Regions from separate parts of the Mus musculus genome. Here region 2 is linked to region 1. A link is a contact called in public Hi-C data. All regions are on one chromosome and are shown on one strand. Each heading gives the region's core, a stretch centred on a gene start, on an enhancer-like site or on the middle of the called end of the contact. The rest is flanking DNA. Distances are from core to core; before and after follow the strand shown. Region 1 overlaps Tox (thymocyte selection-associated high mobility group box). Region 2 overlaps Tox (thymocyte selection-associated high mobility group box).

Region 1 (6,205 bases), core at 1,668-4,167:
GGCGTTGACCACTGCTCAGCAATTTCTTGTTAGTCTAAATCATACAGAATTGTCAGCTGACAATGGAGCAGTGCAGCTGGCTTTTTGGATGGGGTATCAATAAGGAAGTTATTTCTTTTTGGTCCTGAATTATTAATTGATTATCAAAGACAAGGAAGGAAGGGTTCTCTTTATCTGTCTTGACACTACACTGATTAATGTCAGAAATTCTTGCTCCCCAAAATATTTCAAAGGTACTTGAGCGTAATGCCTTTTCAAAGGTATTAAAAACTTATTTAGAATTTCTCAGTGTGTGTTAACTTCAGAAATAACTGAATAAAAATAAAAGCATGACACAATTTGCAGGATACAACCAAAGCAATGCTGAGAGAAATAGTTACTGGACATACTAGAAAATAAGAATAATATAAAACCTGTCACCCAAGCTTTTGTCTCAGGAAGCTGGAGAAAGAAGAGCAATTGAACATGAAGAAGTAGAAGAAAACAGTAAAAACTGGAGCAGGACCCTAGAAGCTGACCCCAGAATGTGGCAGCAGAGAGCCAACAAAGCAAAACTAGGTGACTTGGGAATCTATAAAATTGTTAATATATCAAGTAGGCTAAATAACAAAAAGGTGAGAGGGCAAACTGTGGATATGAGAAACAAAGAAGGGTTCTGACAACTCATTCACAAAAAGGGTAATTAAAGGGGAAAGTGAACAAACATGCTTAAAATGAATATATATATACAGATATATATGTATGTATATATATGTGTATGTATATATATATATATGTATGTGTGTATATATATATATATGTGATATACAAAATTCACTGAAGTAAATCAACACAAACAACACACTCACTAAGAGAAACAGATAACATAAACTACCCAATACCCATCAAAGCAAATGAATGGTAACTAATGATCTTCCATGAAAGAAATCACCTTTGCCACTGGTATTTACCCAAAATTTATGGAAGAAATGGACCAGAGCTCTTGAAATGCCTCCCCAAGCTAGAAACGAGTAAAAGACGTTATAATTTATTCTTTAAGAGCATAAAGAAGAAAAATTATACACCGGTGTCTCTCAATAACATAAATGGAAACTCAATAAAATATTCACACATTTAATCCAACACTACACAAAAGACTTATACTCCATAATCAAGTGGAATGTTAGGTGTATAAGAGTAACCATCATTCACATAGCTCTCTGTAAAATCTGATGTATCAGTAAAATAAAAAAAAAATCATATGATCACATCTGTATAACAATCATATGATCACATCTGTATAAAAATCATATGATCACATCTGTATAAACAAAACAGCACATGGTGAAGCCTAACACTTATTCAAGATAAAACAATAAAAGACCTTCAGTGGGAAGGAATTGTCTCAGCTTGATAAAAATATACTATTTTAAAAACAGTATTGAGCCAGGCAGTGGTTGCACATGCCTGTAATTCCAGCACTTGGGAGGCAGAGGCAGGTGGATTTCTGAGTTCAAGGCCAGCCTGGTCTACAGAGTGAGTTCTAGGACAGCCAGGGCTACACAGAGAAACACTGTCTTGAAAAACAAAACCAAAAACAAAAGAAAAACGTAAACCAAACCAAACCAAACCAAACCAAAAACAGTATTGATAGAAACTCTACAGTTAAAATTACACCAGTGATGGGAAACTTCATATAAGACTTGAAACAAGACAAGGACTTCATCTCACCCCAATAAGCAGTGCATTGAATGTCTGGCCTAAGGTAATAAAGGAAGAAATTGGTTACATAGAAGGGGGAGAGAGAGAGAGAGAGAGAGAGAGAGAGATAGAGATAGAGAGAGAGAGACAGAGGGAGAAGAAGAAGAAGAAGAAGAAGAAGAAGAAGAAGAAGAAGAAGAAGAAGAAGAAGAAGAAGAAGAAGAAGAGAAGAAAGAAAGAAAGAGATAACGAAGGAATTACTTTCTAGTCACAGATGGCTTACTTTTGCACATAGAAAATCACAAAGAATTAGCATCAACAACAAAAATGACCTGAAAACAATAAGCGAACATAACAGATATGCAGGGTGTGATGCTTCTTTGTTTGCCAGCCACTAGAACTGCACATTGAACATTTAAAAACACCATTTATAAGAGTCTTCTAAAAATACAATACTTAGGTATAAATCTAAGGAAACATGTCTAAGTCTTATAGAAAATTACAAGCTATTGATGAAGAAAATGAACTGTTATCTAAATAAATGGCAAGTCCTCTGTGTTCACAGGTGGGAACTCTCAGTATTGGATGTTGTCAAGTTCTTTTCAACTTCATGTATAGCTTCAGTAAAATTCCAATGAAATCCCCATGAGTAATTCTATAGGTACTGACTCTGAAATGACAGGGGAAAGCAAAGGACCTCAAACACACAGCATAATCTGAAGTTGAATTCACAAAGATTTGCTGAAAGGGCAAAATATTGCAGACTGAACCTATTGGTAAAGAGCAAACAGGTCAATGGAGCAGGATGGAGAACAGGCATGGATGCTGGCATAGAAATTCCTGCTGTCTGGGAAATGAACAAAAGTTATTCAAAGCAAATGACAATTTAAAAATAAGGTGTTGGCATTTTGTAGGCCTACCTAGCACTTGCACTTGCCTCTCTGGTCTTAACAACTTAATATGTTTACAGACCTCAGGGTGACATCCACTCACCATCTGTAGCATCTTCTCTTGATCATCCCCATATCCAGGTGAGAATTGGGTAATTTTGGTAGAATGGCACATCTTTACTACATACATTGTTGGACCTTGTTAGAGATCCCTTAAAAATACTAAGGATTTTTTAAAAAGTGATTACTTAGGTAATTTATGGTGTAACTCACCGTTCTACTTAGCTTCAGCCTAGAGTAGTTTAGATGAGATATTGTTACAGTGCAAAAACAGTGGAGTTTACATGAGGATGGCCTTTTACTCACAACAATGTGATACTGGAAGATTCTTTAGTATACAGGTTACACAAAATGAGTGTATGTTTGAGTCTCTGTTGACAATAATCAATGATTCTGGGGCTACAGACAAGACTCAGTGGTTAGGAGCACTTGTTGCTCTTATAGAGGACCCAGCCACCCATGTGGTGGTGTATGAAGATATACAGGCATAACACATGCACTCGGATCCCTGCCAGGCCTGGCTCACTGCAGACATTCAGGGACCTTTGGGGAATGCCTGCAACATTAAAACCAAAAAGCCTCAGAAAACTTGGTCATTGATTTCATCACTTTCACTATGTGTTCTGGTTGCTCAGGGTAATGAGGATGACAGAGGTGCTGTCTTAGGTCACCCTGTCTGGAGCAGATCAACTGTCAAATACCAATGCCTAGTGTCAAAGGTTTCCAGAAGCCAGGGCTTCCAGGCTCTCGCTTGAGTGTCTGCAGTCAACTCAGAGGCCATCACTAACAGAGGAGCCAGTTTTGTAGTTTTCAGATTATCACATGTCATGTTTTCCTTCTTCCCTCCTTTCTCTGTCTCTCTCTTTCCCCTTTTCTTTATGTCGTGTTTCTCTCTTCTTTTTCTCTCCATCTCTATCCTTCCCATTCTTCTCCCCCTCCTCTCTTTCTTTTGTGATTAAAATGGCAGTTCTGTACGGTTTTCTGGTCAGATATATATTATCTCAGTCTAACTATAAGAAAAACCTGGGACAGATTCCAGCAGTGGAACAATCTAGAAAATGTAGGAATTTCTCACAACTCTCAAGTCATTCTAAAAAGAAAAATCATGTTGACAACAAAATCTAGTGAAAAGAGAGGCCATGAATTTGACAGATAGCAAGCTTGAGTTGCAAGGAAGAGTTTTGAAGGAGGAAATGGCAAAGCTATGATTCTTAGCTATCACACTAGGAGGCTAGGGTAGCTTATGTATGTCCTGAATATCAAAGCCTCATCAGTTCTATAGAATTCTAATTGGAAAGCTTTGCCCACGAGTGTAGCTTTTAATGGAAATGAGATTCTATTCACTCTCCTGAATTTACCCAACTCAATTACTGTGATGGTGATCTGTCTACAGGCAAAAAAAAAAAAAAAAGACGGGGGGGGGGAGGAGGGAGGGAGGAAGAGAGAGACAGAGAGTCAGACACAGAGAGACAGACAGAGAGAGAGAGAGAGAGACAGAAAGAGAGAGAGAGGGAGGGAGGGAGAGAGAGAGAGAGAGAGAGAGAGAGAGAGAGAGAGAGAGAGAGAGAGAGAGAAGAAAATTGTAATATTCTTTATAAAGGAAGGCATGAAGGAAAGAAAGGAAAAACCAAACCTTTTAGCTTATTTTCATCTGAAAAACAGACAAAGGCCCTGAAAATGTTAAAGGACTCAGAAACAGTCCAGAAAGACAGAATCCCTATCAAAGACAAATCAGCATCACGGAACTGAGCCAAGAACATGCGGCTGTATATTTAGGGTTGTTGTGAAATAGAACTCGACTGATGGTTTTTCTGTTCTCAAAGGGTACAACTTATCTCCACATTAATCTCTTGATCCAGAACTATTTCAAGCCAACTGAAATCGAGAACTGAATAAACCTTATTAATCTTAAGGAAGCTCAGGACGAATGAGGGATAGAAGATTCTAAAGGATTTTTGGCAAGCCAAAGAAAATAGGTTAGAATTTTAAGAGAGCTTGATGGTTTCCGAGGCAGGATCTCTATGCTCTGGGATGCTCCTGAAGCCTGGCCTTGGCCTCCACTGAGCTGCGCTCTCTTCCCCTCAACAACCCGAGCCTTTCTCCTCTACTCAGTATTGGTGGGAACTTAGGAGACAACAAGAGATTCTGGGTTCTCTTGTTCTCAACAAAAATCTAAGTTTGAATCAATACTTCTTCCCACCTTCTTATAAGGAGACAGAGAGGGAGTTGTGGTGTGATAGGCTGAGCTATGTGTGTGGTGGTGTGCACCTATAATTTTAGCACTTGGGAGGCAGAGTCAGGAAGATCACTCCAAGACTGAGGCCAATCTGCATAGTGAATTCTAAGACTGTCTTTAAAATAAGAAAAGAAAAGAAGTAATTAAAAAAAAAACAAGAAAAGTTTGAAAATAGGTCATAACTTGGAGTTTAATGACCTATGAAGGATCCTAGATGAGATTGTAGGATGAAAAGTAGACATATGGGGAGGCTAGGGCTATTCAGATGTGGTGGGACTTAAGATGGCCATACATCAATGCCAGTTCCTAATGTTGACATAAGTACCCTTCTAAAATGTGACATGATAAAAACACGAAGCTAGATCTAGTGTACTCTCTCTATAGATGAGTACAGTAATTTTTTAAATCAAAACCCTTTTCAGAATAATGTATTCATTTAAGAGAAATTAACCCTAATTTTATTCTTCAAAGGCTGAACTGTGAACTATAAATAACCAAGTTAGTTTCCAAACCTGTTTATGCCTGTTATATTTTGTTATGTGATTAAAACATGTATTCAAATCCTTTCTAACAGGGTTGAAATATGCTGCATGAAATGGGATTTCTATATCATTTAGCCCTAGGAAGACTGAATAGAAATTTTGCTAATAAACTTGTTAATTTTGGCATTCTACTATAAAAGCTATGAAAACTTGAAAGACTCTCAAGAATCTTTTTTCATGCTGACCCATAGAAATTTCAGTAATTTTTGTACCATTGCAAATAAATGTAATTGGAAAAATTCCCAAAAACATAGATTTAGGGATGTTGCTCATACTACAAAGTCACACAGGAATCCCTCACGGGATACTCATCTGCGTAATGTCCCTTTTAACCAAGGACTGTCCCCTGATCTTACTACATTAAATTAATTTTAAATTTGTTTACTTATATTTTATGTGCTTGGGTATTGGTATGTATGTATTAAATATGTACCATGTGAATGCAGGAAACCACAGAGGCCAGAGGAGGGTATTGGATCCCCTGGGACTGAAGTCACAGGTGGTTATGAGCTCCCATGTAGGTACTGGGAACCAAATCTGGGTCCTCTGAAGAGCAGCAACTGTTTATAACTTCTGAGACATCTCTCCAGCTTCTTATATTAAAAAGATTTAATTCTGTATAAAATGCTGTTTTCCACCTACTTTAATCTCATACATGCATGAACATGACTTGTACTTGGGTATTAGCACTGGTGGCCTATCACTGGTCAGCATTTGGTACAACCTTTCAAAATAAAGGCATTAAACTTCAACTACATGCCAGTAGATGATGCTTAATTCAACATATGATAGCCTTT
Region 2 (6,205 bases), core at 2,013-4,512, 140 kb after region 1:
CTCCTCTAAGTCCCTTCTTCCATCTTCCCCCAGACAGGCTTCTACTTCATTTTCTCTTCAAAAAGAGAGCAGGCCTCCCAGCTATATCAACCAAACATTGCATATCAAGTTGCAATAAGATTAGGAACTTATCCTCATATCAAGGCTGATGAGGCAGCCCAATAGGAGGAAAAGGATCCAAAGATGAGACAAAGAGTTAGAGACAGTCCCACTCCCACTGTTTGTAGTTCCACAACAAAGCCAATCTATACAACTATAATACACAAGCTGTGGATCTAGGTCATATCTATACAGTCTCTGTGAGTCCTGGCTTGTTGATTCTGTGGGGCATGTTTCTGTATTGCCTACTTTTTTGCAGTCACTACACAAGTTGGGTCCTGATGAAAATTTGTTCTCCACATGATGCAGGCAAACAGTATACCCAGAGGAATTTGCTAAAGAAGAAGATCGAGCCTTGCTAACTTCAGCAGGCACGGAGTACAATTCTAGCATGCATGAAACTGACTTTTTGCTGGAACCATGCAAGGCCACTAAGTCACTGAACACTTTGTTCCTCCTTGTCACCTCCTTCCTTTCTCCTCTCAAACAGAAACAACTAAGCTCTTATCTCTTTAAAGGGTCATGATAAGCATATACAAATGACCTAGACTCCAGCCAGCATAGAGATTAGTAATGTAATGATCATGGTGCATTGAGCCAGCTACCCAGCTGGCACTTGAAGCATGCATTGGAAGGACTCAGATTCTTAGTTTAGAGAAGAAGCCAAAGAACATGAAAATAAAGGAAGGAGGCATCTCAGGATGCAGATGGTTTGGTTCTAAATTCTTAGAACATACTGTGACTGCTGGGGGGTGGGGGTGGGTGTGGGTGTGATCTGGAAAACTGGGCAGAAGACATTGTTCAGCCATCAATGTCCAGGACAACTAGACCTGTATCATTGTCTTGGCTGTGATTGGGAGATGGCAGAGCTCAAAGATTAGTTTCATTTTTAGAAAGATAAGACATACCTAGCTTTAGAACCAGAATCAGGATATTAGTTTCTCTCTGGGAATGACATTTTGGACTGGCAATCATGGTCCCCTACCTGGGAAGTGGGTTAATATTCATTCCGTAATGATACCTTTCAGTAATATAATATTGATCATGATCATAACACACTTTTCAAATAATTGTCTTCATGCGAACACCATGCTTTCTCCTTGGGTTAAAGCCATGACAGAATCTGAGTGAGGCTGAAGAGTTCACTGTCTCTCACCTCCCACGTGAAGGAAACAAACTGAGGTGAAATGCCTGTCTCTGACTTGCTCAAAAGGCTGCCAGGAGCCTCCAGGTCCCAGAAATTGGGTCCTTTCCCCATCCACATCTGTCTCTGAGGTTAAAAGCACCCCAAAATAAACTGCTCAGGAAGGACAGGTGGCAAATCATTCAAGCCCGTGGCTCTCACCAGCATATACAGCACATACACGCAACTCTACTTCTCTTGGTACTGGCAGCTCAATTAGTTACTCTTTGTCTCGTTCTCTTCCATGCAATGGCTAGCAGACCAGCGTTGCCTCAGTTCCAGAATATCCACTAGGCTTCATTGGTAGTTCACACTTTCTAGAGTACCATTTTCACTCAGCAGGAGTCTAAGGAACTGTTAAAGGACACCCTGTTTGGGATTTTCTCACACAGGGCTTCTATCAGTTGCATAATGTATCCCATTCATAAAAGTGTGGAAATGAATCATTTTATCCTGGCATGGTGTCGTATGAATGCAATTTCTGCACTGGGGAGGCTGAAGTGGATAGATCTGTGTCTCCGACCAGCCTGGGCTAAACATCCACATTGTCTCAACACAAGACGAGACAAAAGAATTCCCTAGTTTAAAACACTGTAGGCTTTGAACATTAAAGGCTATCTAAGCAACTCATGGGTGGCCCTAGTCTGCCTCCAATTTTCTCCATCTGAATTTGATTGTGACTCAAAATGTCTTTGTTTAATTCAATTTAGTTAAGGGACCTAAGTAGGAAAAGGAAGTTGTCTTCTTCCTTTCTTTTTGAATAGAAATTGGGGAACATTTTTCATGATCTTATCTCTCTCCTGAGGAGTGGAACATCAAAGTGACCTTGACAAATCCTGTTGTAATCTATTTCTAAATCGACTGTCCCAAGAGACTTGTTCTGCCCTCCCAAGCTTTGTATTTTAGTTGAGTAAAAGGGGAAGAAGCCAATCATTGTCTACAATGCAAAATGCACAATGACAGCTAAATCTCAACCGAGTAACTAGAAAACCACAATTTATTAAGAAATCATATTTAAAAGTAATATTAACATATTGAAACAAGGCTTTTATAAGATCAGGAGGTTAACGATATCTTCTTATTCTGTAGAGTATATAAGATATTAATAAATAAGGTCATAAATACAACAATTATAACAGCAATTGATCGGCATGGCGTCCCTAAAGTTTCCTCACATCTAAAGCTAGTTAAAAATGGGATGTTGCCTGGTGAAATGACCAAATTCCCCTTTCTTCCCGGACTGGTTATGTTACAATTTCCTGTCCTTTCTACTTCCCATACTTGAGTGTGGTCTTGTCCACTCCTTCTGGAAAGGAGGAAAAGAATAGCCACCCTGATAGAATGAACTAACAGGGCAGCTGAAGTGAGTCTGAGCTCCCTCTGCAGATGAAGCCATCCATATTCACACTATCCACATCTAACCTTGTGAAGATTGCATAGAAACCTCCTGTGAGATAGGCACTGAGAGCCCACACCAAAGCATCAGAATCTTGGTGGCAAAGAAAGACAAGGATCGATAGAGAGCAGACAAGCATCATCTGGAAGACCCTGACCACATCCTACTACTGTATTTATGTTTAGTATTTATTATTGTTTATTAACTACTTCCTCAATCATGGTGGTATGATTATGCACAGAGGAATAGTATGAAGGATTTGTATTTATGTGTTTATAATGCAAAATGTACAAACATGGAGAGAAATTAGTAATAACTGTAGTTATCAAAGGAAACAAGCCTAATTAAAGAAATAGCTGCTCCAAAACCATATGCAACTCAAAGCCGAAAAAGACAATTCAAATTTAATGAATGCCTTTAATATTAATTACAGAATTCTTAACAATACTTTGGGAGAGCTCTCTTGGAGAATTCAGCTTACTGTTTAACAGTTTCTGACTAATTTTATTAACCTGTACATCTGAGAGGATCAACCCCCTCTGGGTTTAATTAGAAGGAAATTCAATTTGGATCTAAATGTCAACAGTGGTTACTAATTATGGCAACGCTCGGGACAGGATAGCCTGGCTGCAATCAGGCAGGTTCCTAGTAACATTAACGCCTTCTTTCTGAGTTCCAAGAGAGTTTGGATGTTTTAAAATAAATACAATTCAGCATGGGACACTGCTAATATCATGAGCCCCTACTGCTAGGTGCAGACATGCAGAAGTGGATGCCAAATTAAATTACAGGAATCTCTCAAACATATAGCTGAATAATAAGCAGCTACAAAACTAGGTCAGGGTTGAAAAGCTGGCTCCGAATGCCCCTCCCCCAACATGCAAAATAAATACCCCACTATCTCTGAATAGAAATCATTCTTTTGTTATGCCCTTTGTCAAGAATACATTATTGCAAAATGATATTTATTTCCACAATCTTCACAGCTGTGAGCACAACTAAATTAATCTTTCTAGAACTGATTTCATTTGCAATTTCATGATTACAATTATAAAATGTAAATTTATTACTTAAAAAAGAAATGATTATAAAAGACATAGATTTAAAAAAAGACAGTTCCTTATCTGTTGGCTTGTTTCACTTAATACTAATGAAATAAATAGCTGACTAACCCTGGGATAAAAACAAACAGTCTGAAGATGGTTGTAAAATATGGGAAATGAAAGCTAGGAAGACAATTTTAAAAAAGCAGCCCTTTTAATGCAGAGCATACAGGAATCATATGGCTTAAGGAAAGACCAGAACACTGCCTGTTGTTGCAGTGAGGTTGATACTCATGGTCAGCCTTCTGAAGTGTTTCTGTTGCTCCATGGCATTAAATACAAAACATACTTGGGTGCTACTGATCTTTCCCCACCTGCAGCTTTCAGTTTTATTCTCTTAAATGTTAAATGCTAGAAAGCCATTTTCAGACTGTTTAATATTGATGACCCAAATAATAGATTCATTTATAGAAATCCATATTTACAAGATTTCTTTTCTTTTTAGCAGAAATTAGTCAATAGATTGGTATTTTCTTCTTTAAATATATTGTTTCTTATAATTAATATCCACATGTCTACTGTGTGCAGTGAATTATTCTGGGTGCTAAGACATACAACAATGTAAAAGTAAGCATTATCCAATTATGCTAGTTAAAGCACTAATGACAGGATTGGATTTTTGTTTTATTTGGTTTTCAATAACCAGGAGAAAATAAACCATCTACCTTACAAAATGTCTTTATTTGCGTAACTTCTCTCCCAAACAAAAATAATCTATTTCTTAAAAATATCAATTTAATTTTCCCCATTTAAAAACATGACTTGTGAGTCCAGGCAAATACAATTAGCACATGCATTTTATTAAATATATTCAAGTGTCAAATGCCTATTTATGGAAAGACCACTAATGATAACTTAGGCTCAACTAAAAATGAATGTCAATAAATGGTTCTATAAGCACTTACGCTCATAATAGATGCAATAGCATCTCTGAATAAATATTAACATGTAAAACTGCTATTTATCATGTCAACGCAATCAATAGAGACCATATTTCTGGACTAGGAATGCATCAGTAATCTTTCTGCATTTGCCCGAAATCACAAAGCAAAAATGCAAGCACTGTCACAAGACATTTATTGTATTCAATTGGATCCAAACTGGTTGCTGTGGAAAAGGCAATTTAAGCTCGTGCAACAAAATAGTCTATGTATATATGAATAAATTATTTTTACTATGATTCCTTTCTATTTTCTTTACCTGCCTAAGATGCAGATTTTCAATAAGAGACTCCTACAGCTTAGTAGAGTGTGAGTCTGGTAGACTTCTGAGTCACTCTCCCACTCAAATCATTAGCTGCCCCCTCGATTATCATGAAGGATAATACACTGTTGAGGGTGTCTATATTGCTTCTTTACTGTTCACAGCTACAATCACCTCCATGAGAAAGGCAGACTTCTTTCCTTTAAGAGTCCATTTTTCTTTTTACCTCTGGGAGGCGTGATACCTCCATCAGGCTGCTGGGGACCAGCACCTTTCCACTACAGTCACTGCTTTCTGCAGTAGTTGCAATGAACATCTGCTGCTATCACACTGAGGCGGTTAGAGACTCATACTACTGTGTTTGGAAATAAATGAATTTGGAAAGGCCATGTCCATGCACACTGTACTTTGATCTCACTCCTCCTTCACTTCCCCTTCTTCTCTCTCCTTCTCCATCTCTCTTTGTCTCTCTATCTCTCTCTGTCTTAATATCTCTCTCTCCCTCCCTTCTCCCTCCCTCTCTCTCTTCAGCTTGCATACTACCCTAAGAAATTTGCCTTTCTTTGTCTTTCTCCAGTGTCTCTCAAAACACCAACACACTGTCCCTGGCACCATATCATCCCCTAGAGGGAGACAGGCATAACAAGTGAGCTTTGCTGCTTAATTGTAAAGCTTTGAGGTCACTTTAAAACTAGTATTTAATGACTTGCTCTCCTTTGCTAAGGGTGCCCTTGAGATAATTTTCATAGAGGCATGCTGTTATTAAACACCTGTTAGATGCTAGATTTCTCAGAAGAATGAGACACACTCTTTATAACTTAAGTAAACGAAATAAACAAGAACAATGGTATTAAATGCCTGATGGACATTATAATAGGACATGCTTCTTACACTGGTTTTAAACTGTAATTTACCAGGTCATATTATTCTGAATATTATATTACAAATTCGGAGCAGGTGTTTAAAGCTATTTTCCTACTTGATTAGATGTTAACTCATTCTCTCTGCATAACTGAAGCTTTGCTTCAGATCTTCTGATAACAGAAACGGAAGCTGGGAAACCACAGCTCAATAATAAGGTGAATGGAAAAAGAGTTGGTTTCCGTCTCTCGCAACTGCTTTCCTTCATGTGTTCCACTCAAAAAGAAAAAGAGAGAGTGTGCGTTCTCGATTGTACCAACAACCATGGCATAAAGGCTAAGCACACCTGACTGCTTTGCA

The links. Hi-C and Micro-C count contacts between places; a contact is called where the count stands out from the background.
Region 2: a contact with region 1 is called in a Hi-C map of the N1E-115 cell line, with 8 times the contacts expected there. The contact joins two enhancer-like sites. A contact is called at or near these places in 1 of 484 Hi-C or Micro-C datasets (the N1E-115 cell line) and 1 of 9 other capture datasets (embryonic stem cells).

Annotation. Positions count from the first base shown.
Region 1 is chr4:6,755,949-6,762,153 of GRCm38.p6, forward strand. The region is part of intron 3 of Tox (thymocyte selection-associated high mobility group box); the gene reads right to left. Among named protein-coding and RNA genes, the nearest start is that of Gm11802, 59 kb to the left of the region's middle. Within about 2 kb of position 2,918, at least 1 of the 459 cell types and tissues checked has an H3K27ac peak or open chromatin away from gene starts, as enhancers often do. A contact at or near this core is called in the N1E-115 cell line, where this site is marked.
Region 2 is chr4:6,896,234-6,902,438 of GRCm38.p6, forward strand. The region is part of intron 1 of Tox (thymocyte selection-associated high mobility group box); the gene reads right to left. Among named protein-coding and RNA genes, the nearest start is that of Tox, 92 kb to the right of the region's middle. Within about 2 kb of position 3,263, at least 8 of the 459 cell types and tissues checked have an H3K27ac peak or open chromatin away from gene starts, as enhancers often do. A contact at or near this core is called in the N1E-115 cell line, where this site is marked.